Linked DNA regions of Mus musculus: all the other regions are linked to region 3. A link is a contact called in public Micro-C data. All regions are on one chromosome and are shown on one strand. Each heading gives the region's core, a stretch centred on a gene start, on an enhancer-like site or on the middle of the called end of the contact. The rest is flanking DNA. Distances are from core to core; before and after follow the strand shown. Region 1 holds the start of Gli2 (GLI-Kruppel family member GLI2). Region 2 holds the start of Inhbb (inhibin beta-B). Region 3 holds the start of En1 (engrailed 1).

Region 1 (2,950 bases), core at 430-2,929, 1.5 Mb before region 3:
GGGCCCAGGACATCGTGCGGCCACCGAACAGCAAGATGAAGGATGCCCCAGCTGGGGAACAGAGAGGTACAGAACCCATCCCTTCCCAGTCTCTGAAGGATGAGACTACCAAGAGAAGTCTCTCCTACCCCTGCTCCAACTGGGATCGGCTCTGGGAATCACAGGACAGTTACACACACAGACACACACACAAAGCCTGGAAGGAGAGGCGCCCTGGGGGATCCCCACAAACTCCTTGCGTCTCTGTAGCCAGGTCACTCGAGGTGAAGCGCAAGGGCTCCATCCTTAGTGTCCTCAAGCTCTAAAAGTCAGGTTTCCTAGGAAATGAGAGCAATTGCTGCCGGGCTGAAAAGGAGCCCAGTTGGGTGGACTTCCAGCTCCCGGCGCGGCGGGAGCCCTCTCGAACTCACTCAAGCACACGGTCCCTCCCCCCACCCCCAATCCCGGAGGAAAAAAAACGCTCCCCTCTCTCTAAACCCTTAATAGGATTGGCGCCCAACTCTGTCCGCGCCGCTCCTCATCCATCACACACAGATCAAGTTGCAGTAGTGGATTTTTCAAATTCCTCAGCAAATATACTTGTTGAGAGATTGCTTGGGGGGTGTTAAGTGGGGGCTAGGATGAAAGCGAGGAGTAGGGGGAACCGATCCCTCGGCGAAGGATTACGCGTGGATCCATTCTGGAAGTCAAGGGGATCTGGAGACCTAGGATAAGAGAGAAAGGTAAGGAAGCCAGAACCGAGGTCCAGAGACTGGCGGCGGAGGGAAGGGGCAACAGGGTTCAACGAGAGGGAAAGAAGGAAGAAAGAAAAGACTGGCTCCTGGACGCGGACTCGCAGCGCGGAGAAGTAGAGTTGCAAGTTTCCAAGTGGCCGGCGGCGGTTGCAGCACACCGCACAGTCCCACAGGCGCGCTCCCAGCTGCCCATCTAAGGGAGCTTCGGCGCACCCCAGCCCCCACGTCGCCCCCAAACAGTTCCAGGCTCCAAGCGGTACCACCGGTCAAAGACCGGCCTACCCGAGCAACCCAAGAACAAGAAGCACTTCCCCTCAAGTGGAGGGCTGTGGTAATAAAATCGACCCCGGCCACGAGTTCTGATCCCCAAGATCCTCCTTAAGCCCTGCCGCTGCTGGACCAGGGCACTAATCAGGGTTGCCTTCTTTAGCCGGCCCCCCTAAAATCAGTGTCACGATCTCGATTCCGGTAAACGGATGAGAGACACTCCAAGACCGCCACAGCATCTCAGCCGAAGCTGGCCAGGCTAGGAAGTGCTTCGCCACCAAGAGTAAGGGGAGGAAAAAAAAAAAAAGAAAGAAAGAAAGAAAAGAAAAAAGGAAGGGTGGGAAGGCCAATGCAACTTTACCGAGGAGACAAAAGTTTGCCTCTAGCATGCAGGTGGCCTCTCGGGCGCCGGGCAGTGGTTGCAGGGCCCCATCCCAACTTGGCTGGAGTGGGGCTGCCGAGTGCGGGGGCTCCGGCTGCCGGGGCGGGGCTGGCCAGGCAGAGGAGGGGACCAAGGCGGGCGGGGGACTCGGGCAGTCCCTAAGGACACCAGGCCAGCAGCTCCGGGCGGCTGCGATGCTACGCACGACCCGTGCTCCTTCCTCTGGCTCCTCCTCGCCTTCCTCCGCGTCCTCTGTAGCCGCCGCCGCCGCCTCCCGCTCCTCCTCGAAGTCTCATTGATGAGAGGAGTTTGAAAAAAAGTCCGCGGAGCCGTGCTGCCTCGGCTGGCGAACGCCGGCACTCATGCAATCCATCAGCGTCTCTGGGATGGCGCAGCGCCCCCGCGCGCTGAGCTTGGGCAAACCCTGATCGTCGCGTCCTTAGCTTGCCCGCCCCGCCGCGTGCACCCTGCCTCTGAGGCTGGGGGTGGGGGGACACCACCCTGGAGGGGGATTGCCAGCGGGCGAACACAGACTCTCCCCCACCTCAGCTCCAGCAAGGAAAGCACCCCTTCGGAAAGTTCCAGCGGGGGACCAGAGAACCCAGGAGTTAGGGAGTGGGGGTGGGGGGTGACGACCCAGACGCCACTCTGGAGGAGAAGAGCTGGGACTATCGCAGATTCTTCCAACCCAGTTCGGAGGAAATAAAGCACCCCTACCAGAAAGTTCCAGCTACAGGAGCACACGCCAGTCTCAAACACTTTTTCTAAGGCGCCGGGTTGGGGGGTTGCTAACTCAAGTCAGATGAGCTCCGGAGCTCGGGCGCTGCGACTGCTGGTTTCAATATCTGAACTCCCCCTTTCTTCCCAACCCCCTCAGCCCTCCGCTGGTTGTTCCCAAAACTCCCGGATCCTCTGTGCGCCGTAGCAGAAGGAAGACACGTGGGTTGGGAAGCAAGACTGGATTCACGCAGGCCCTCGTCGCCCGGGCAGCTAGTGCAGGTGCCCGGGGTCCCAGGCGCCCCTCGCCATGGCTCGCTCACGCCGCCATCTGAGAGCACGCCGGCGACAAGTGACGCCAACCTTAGGCTTGCTGCTTATGTTTTGCAGTGAGAGGGGTCTTTCTTTCTTTCTTTCTTTCTTTCTTTCTTTCTTTCTTTCTTTCTTTCTTTCTTTTTCTTTTTCTTTTTCTTTTTTTTCTCTTTTTTTTTTAATCCCGGAGACTCCATTGAAGCTGCTGCAGCCAGATGGAAGTAATCAGAGGGAGAAGGAAGAATTAGGCTCACCGAAGTTGCAGGCCAAAGTGTAGATGAGGCTGTTCATGAAAGCATTTGCTTAAGTAGCCCCGGCTTTCCATACAGTCCAGAACTGTCCACTCCAAGAAGCAAGCAGGCAGCAAATGGCCGTGCCCTCCCAAGCCATGGGACTCAGCTTCCTCTCCTGGGCTCTGCTCTTAGAAAGCTGCCCGCGGGACTTCTTTATATTTCTTCCTGAGGTCTAGTTCCTTTGTATTGCTTAGCCTGCCATAGGGTATCCTCCTTTTAAAGGTGGAGTGACTGATGCCTGAGGA
Region 2 (3,171 bases), core at 373-2,872, 1.2 Mb before region 3:
CCTGTCTCTGCAAAGCTGATGATCTCGGAGACGCGCTCCTGGCCGTCGGCGCCCGGGCTGGCGTGGCCGTCGAGGTGCGGGATCTCCACGCGGCCGTCCTCGCGCACCTTGCCGGCGTGCAGCTTGCGCAGGGCCGTGACCATGGCGGCCTTGGGGACAGCGTGCGTGATGTTGGGCCGGCCCCGCAACTGCAGGCGGCTCAAGATGTGTCTCTTCACCGCCTCCAGGAAGTCACCGTCCACCCGGCCCAGCTCCTCCGGCCGCCGGAAGCCGCCGCCGCCGCCACCGCACGACGTACAGGTGTCCTGCGAGCCACCCGGAGCTCCGGGTGGCGGGGGCGGGGGCGGCGCAGCGGGCGACGGCGGGGGTGTGGGAGAGCCCCAGGCCTCGGGTCCCAACCAGCCGGCCACCAGGAGCAGAAGGCAGGCGGCCCCCAACGCCCGACCGGGCAGCCCGTCCATGGTGCGCCGCTGGCGACGAGGGCGCCCGCCGCGAGGCGAGGCGAAGCGAGCTCAGGGCCGGGCTCCGGGCTCTGGGCGCACCGCCCCGCCCCGCCCCCGCCCGGGCCTCCGCCCGCCCGCCTGCCGGGAGCGCCGCCGCCGGCTCGCAGGGGGAGGGGGCCGGCCGGGCCGCGGGGGTTCCCGCGCGGCCGAGAAGGGGCGCCGCGGGGACCAGAAGGGAACGCGGGCTGGCGGTGAGGGGGTGGGGGGGACCGCCGGGTCAGTGGCGCGCTGACGACTCGGGGCGCCTAGGCATCTGCAGCCTGCCCATCCTCTCCGCGTCGAGGGCCACCGCAGCCCCCTGATCGGGGTGAAGCGAAAGCGAGGAGCGGCAGCAGCGGTGCTGGCACGGTGGCTTGGCTCGGCCGGGCTGGAAAGGTGGAGGGAAGAGGCGGCAGCGGGCGCAAGTCGCTCTGGAGACTGAAGCGAAGGTGCCGGAGACCCCGGGCGCGGCGCTGCGGAGGGCGCTGCGGCTGGGGCCCCGCGACCGCACCTGAGCGCCTCGCCCTGTCGCTGCTCGCAGCGAGGACACGGCCGCCCGAGGCAGCGGCGGTGATGGGCAGGTCCTTCTCCCCTGCTCCGGGCCGGCGGGAGGAGAGAGAGCTGTGCGGGGGAGCGCCGCTGCGCGGGCCCTTCTTACAGGAGGTGCCGAGCCCTCCTGGGCGGCGGGCCCTGCAGTCCTCCCAGCGCGTCACCCGGCAAAGTTGTCTCCAGGCTCCCCCGGGCGCCGCATCCACGGGCGGGCGAGCCGCGGCGCGCTTCTCCTGGGCCTCTGCTCCTCCCTGCTTCCCTGTGCCTGGCCGCCTGAGCGGGCCGGCCGGGGCGGCGGAGGAGGGAAAGGCGGTGGCAGGGCCCTTCTCGCCGCTGTCTCTTCTGCCTGCCGCGGCAGTGGCGGCCAAAAGTCTCTCTGTGTCCCCAGAATCGAGTGCCCTGGCTCGCGCTCCCACTGGCACACGCTGCAGGGCCGGGGAGAGAGCGAGTCGGCGGTGGCGGTGGCAGCAGCGTCCCCGCGCCCAGCCGTGGCTCGGAGTGCAGAGCGCGCCCGAGGAGTTCTTCGCTTTGCCTTCTCTTCCTTTCCACTCCCTGTTCTTTTTTTCCCGAGGGGTAAAAAAGCCGCACAATCTCCGTATGTGCGCGCGCGTTGAGATAGACGTTGGCAGGAAAAAAAGGGGGGAGGGGGAGTGTCGTCCGGGCAGTGCGGGAGGAGACGGTCCGCGCCTCCCTACTCGGGCGTCCCGGGGGCGGAGGGGGAGGCGGATTCTGCAGGTCGCTGCTGCCTGATCCTCCTCCCACCCCCTCTTCCCTCCGCTCTTTCCCTTTCTGCCTTGGCGAGGAGGGGCAAGAAGGTTCTCTCCACCCTGCGCCCCCCCCCCCGCGATGCCAGGCCACTTTTGCTACCTCGAAACTTTCCCACCACGTGAGTGCTCCAGACCCTCGCCCCATGGGGCGATGGATAAATGGCACCGACACGCTCCTGGTGTAGGATCCGGGTGCTTCTGGACACCCCTTACTCAGGGCCACGAAAGCCGCCCCCCGCCCCCGTCCCAAATTGTCGCCTTTCACAACCGGGACGGGCGACCCTCTCTCGCCGCAGCTGCCCCTAGAGCCTTCAAGGGACGATCTTTCGCTATCCAATCTGCTAGGTGGGGGTGGGGAGTAAGTTCGAATGCAGCAGAGAAGAGGTGCGGCTGGATGCCACCCTCGGGCTACAGCGCCCTCTTCTAGCGTCCGAGGCCGCTGTCCCAATGGGCGATGGGTTAACCCCCTGGGCTAGAAGAGTAAGGGAAGCGGAGGCTGCTGGAGGCTTGGCCAGCTCTGCTGTAGTTGGCCCGAGGGTCTACCTGCATTGTTTGGGAACCCATCTTTGAGGACCCAAGGTCTCTGGAGGCTCAGGGCTTGCCAGACTGTTGGGGTCTCCACTGTCCCATTCGTGTCTTGTCACACTTGGCCTCAGACAAACCCAGATTCTAATGAAGGGCTCAGGTACTACCGGATTTGAATCCAGTCCAACCTCACCTTGCCCTGCCTCTTTCTCTCTCTCTCTCTCTCTCTCTCTCTCTCTCTCTCTCTCTCTCTCTCTCTCTCTCTCTCTCTCTCTCTCTCTCTCGGCTGTAAAGGGGCACTGTGATACCTGCACCACACTGGTGCTTTGGGAGGTCCAAACAGACTAAACCAACCTCGCAGAAGCGGATATAAAGATGGTTCTGGGACGCTCTTCTGGCTGCCAGTAATGGGTGGGAGTCTGACTCCCAGTACTGACTAGAGAACTGCAAATGTACCCTCTTCTTTCTGTCTCTTTTCCCGACCCTACCTGGGTCTGGGACGACAATGCCCACGGGGCACAGTTCCCAGAGACCAGAACACATTGCCTGCAAACAGCCCCCCCCCCCCCTTCCCAGGACGCTTACCCACAATAGGCTCACCTAACGACAGGCAAGACTGAGAGGTAGACGCATGGATGGTTCTCTTTGGAATCGGGACAACCCTCCCTAAAGACACCTCAGACTTGGGGAGGGGGGTCGTTCCACCAACATCCATTGCTTCCCAACTTCCCAAGACAACCCTACCCTGTGGACCTTAGCCAGAACAGCAGTTCCGCGGAAGCACGAAAGTCTGGGAGCAGAGCGCCCCCTCTCTCCCTGTAGGAGGAACAGACCAGAAGTCTGCGGGG
Region 3 (2,952 bases), core at 322-2,821:
CTTTTTTTTTTTTAACTAGGGGTAGAGAGTGTAACTCTTATGAGGTAGTCAGAAACTATGACATTTGGGGATGGTGATCAGGGAAGTGTAGTTCTGCCAGGATCTCCAACAGGACATTGGGTGGGAAAGGCCTCCTCTGTGGAAGGCTTTCTTGGACTGAAGGCTTCAACAGTCTATTCGTACCCGACCCTCCAAAACAGCTCTCCAGGAAATCTCTCCGGCGTCCAGCATCACCCTTCACTCTCTAACCTGGGTTGAGGAAAAACTTTTGAGGTATTTCACTCGGGAAAAGAGGAAATGCCCAGAATACAGCAGCGTGGAAGCGACTGGAGGCGAAAGTGCTCAGGGCCCCACCCCAAGATGCCCAGGAGTGGGCAGCAATTCCAGCGAATTCAGCTTAGAATTAGGGTAACCCGTTGTTGAATCTTCAGCCGGCCAAGGCAAACATTTGAAGCGCGGTAGTTTTATTGTTCTGATTTTTACTTTGCAGGGAAATCTAACACAGAGGTTTCACTGAAGTTGAAACCCAAACCTAGGCCTTGCAAGGAGGCACATCATGTCGCCTGGCTTAGGTGCTCTTCTGAGACAACTCTACCGGGCTAGGGCAATCCGGATTTCCCTTAGCCAAGGAAGAAAAGGGCAGAATGCACTAGGGCTCTTCTATGGCCTCTGGACGTGGCTCCACAGCGTCCGGACAGCTTGTGGGTGTTGGTGATCCAGACAGGGAAGGGCATAGTTACGAATCTCTCAGCGACAGTGTGGCTAGCCACTGACACAAACCAACAGTGCCAGCAAGGTGTAGCAGGCCTCTTGGGTTTGCCATTAGTGGGAAACAAACGACACCTCTGAAGGTAGCTAGCCCTAAGTCTTTCGCTCATGCCCGATCTCTTGGTTTTTCACACACACACACACACACACACACACACACACACACACACACACACACACAGAGAGAGAGAGAGAGAGAGAGAGAGGGGGGGGGGAGACAGAGAGAGAACGTGGGAATATAAGAATATAAACTAAATCGGCGACCGGGGATGGGGAGGGGGGTGTATGGTATCCCAAATCCCTGCCGCTTCTCGTTGTTCCCAGCACACACGAACCCATAGTCCTGTATTTCTCCAACAAGTTGTGGACTTGCTTCTCTTATCTGTCTACATCCCAAATTCTAGCTTTCTCGGATCTCTTCATGCCCTCTTCAGTCCGGATCTGAAGGGGGGAGGGGCGTGGGCACAAATGGGGGCAGGGCAGGCCGGACGTACGGGGCCTGAGCCTCTGCACCCCCTCTCCACCCACGGCCGCCGCCCCCGGATTATTTATCCGCAAAGTCCCGCGCGCGCCCATTGGGCCGAACCCTGAGTGTCAGCGCGAGTTCTGGCTCGCCATTGGTCTCACACACGTGCGGCCCTGACTCACGTGCTTCCGGTTTGAAGGCAAAAAGTGTGCCTGGGTGATTTTTTTTTTTTTTAAGCGAGAGAGTTTGTGCAAAGATCCGAGCTGTCAGAGATTTCAGGGGGGAAAAGGGAGCCCGGCACTGGCGGAGACGCGCTCTCCCTGCAAAAAAGCAAAGACGATTAAAGGCGCTGCCAGCCTCGCTCTCTGGGCACAGCTGAGCGTGACACTGGGGAAGTCAAACCCCTCTACTGCCTAGGAAGATGGCTAGACTTTAAAGATTATTTTTTTCCCTTTAAGGAAAAAGTCTCGGAGCTTTAAAAAAAATTCCTTTTTCTCTTTTTTTTTCTCCCCTCTTTTTTTTTTTTTCTGAGCCGTGGCTTATCCCCCCATTAAGACCAATCACTGAAATCTTGTTGCTGAAAGAAAAAAAAGAAAGAAAGAAAAAGAAAAGAAAATAATAGCCAAGTGTCTTCACTGTATCTGGATGTCTACAAATTAGAGAGAGGGAGAGAGCGAGATTTGCTCCACCAGAGCGGGCGAGAGCCAGGCCAGACGCTCGCCTTTCTTTTTTCCGCCTGCATCCGCCCTGTGCCTTCGCTGAGGCTTCGCTTTGCCTTCTTCCTCTCCGCGCACCCCCACGGGCCCGCTGGCAAAGTGGGGTGGGGAGCGAGGCGCGGGGGGCGGGGGCCGGCGCCGCGGCCAGGGCTGCCGGGCGGCCGAGCATGGAAGAACAGCAGCCGGAGCCTAAAAGTCAGCGCGACTCGGGCCTCGGCGCGGTGGCAGCGGCGGCCCCGAGCGGCCTCAGTCTGAGTCTGAGCCCAGGAGCCAGCGGCAGCAGCGGCAGCGATGGAGACAGCGTGCCGGTGTCCCCGCAGCCAGCGCCCCCGTCGCCTCCTGCGGCACCCTGTCTGCCGCCCCTGGCCCATCACCCGCACCTCCCCCCGCATCCCCCGCCCCCGCCGCCGCCGCCGCCGCCGCCACCGCAGCATCTCGCGGCGCCTGCTCACCAGCCGCAGCCCGCGGCCCAGCTGCACCGCACCACCAACTTTTTCATCGATAACATCCTAAGGCCCGATTTCGGTTGCAAAAAGGAACAGCCCCTGCCTCAGCTCCTGGTGGCTTCGGCTGCAGCCGGAGGAGGCGCAGCAGCAGGAGGAGGAAGCCGCGTGGAGCGTGACCGAGGCCAGACTGGTGCAGGTAGAGACCCCGTTCACTCTCTGGGCACACGAGCTTCGGGGGCTGCCTCGCTCTTGTGTGCTCCAGATGCGAACTGTGGCCCACCCGACGGCTCCCAGCCCGCCACCGCTGTCAGCGCCGGCGCATCCAAAGCCGGGAACCCGGCTGCTGCGGCGGCCGCGGCCGCAGCAGCGGCTGCAGCGGCAGTGGCGGCAGCGGCGGCAGCAGCCTCGAAGCCCTCGGACAGTGGCGGTGGTAGTGGAGGCAACGCGGGGAGTCCCGGGGCGCAGGGCGCCAAGTTCCCGGAACACAACCCTGCGATCCTACTCATGGGTTCGGCTAACGGTGGGCCGGTGGTCAAGACTGACTCACAGCAACCCC

What was found. Hi-C and Micro-C count contacts between places; a contact is called where the count stands out from the background.
Region 1: a contact with region 3 is called in a Micro-C map of embryonic stem cells, with 5 times the contacts expected there. The contact joins the promoter of Gli2 here to the promoter of En1 in region 3. A contact is called at or near these places in 2 of 39 promoter capture datasets (embryonic stem cells and pre-B cells), 2 of 484 Hi-C or Micro-C datasets (both in embryonic stem cells) and 1 of 9 other capture datasets (liver).
Region 2: a contact with region 3 is called in a Micro-C map of embryonic stem cells, with 9 times the contacts expected there. The contact joins the promoter of Inhbb here to the promoter of En1 in region 3. A contact is called at or near these places in 1 of 39 promoter capture datasets (pre-B cells) and 2 of 484 Hi-C or Micro-C datasets (both in embryonic stem cells).

Annotation. Positions count from the first base shown.
Region 1 is chr1:119,051,940-119,054,889 of GRCm38.p6, forward strand. It overlaps Gli2 (GLI-Kruppel family member GLI2), which reads right to left and starts at 1,680. Exons shown (of 14, transcript NM_001081125.1): 1 at 1,363-1,680.
Region 2 is chr1:119,420,626-119,423,796 of GRCm38.p6, forward strand. It overlaps Inhbb (inhibin beta-B), which reads right to left and starts at 1,623. Exons shown (of 2, transcript NM_008381.4): 1 at 2-1,623. The coding sequence starts at 461.
Region 3 is chr1:120,600,916-120,603,867 of GRCm38.p6, forward strand. It overlaps En1 (engrailed 1), which reads left to right and starts at 1,572. Exons shown (of 2, transcript NM_010133.2): 1 at 1,572-2,952. The coding sequence starts at 2,118.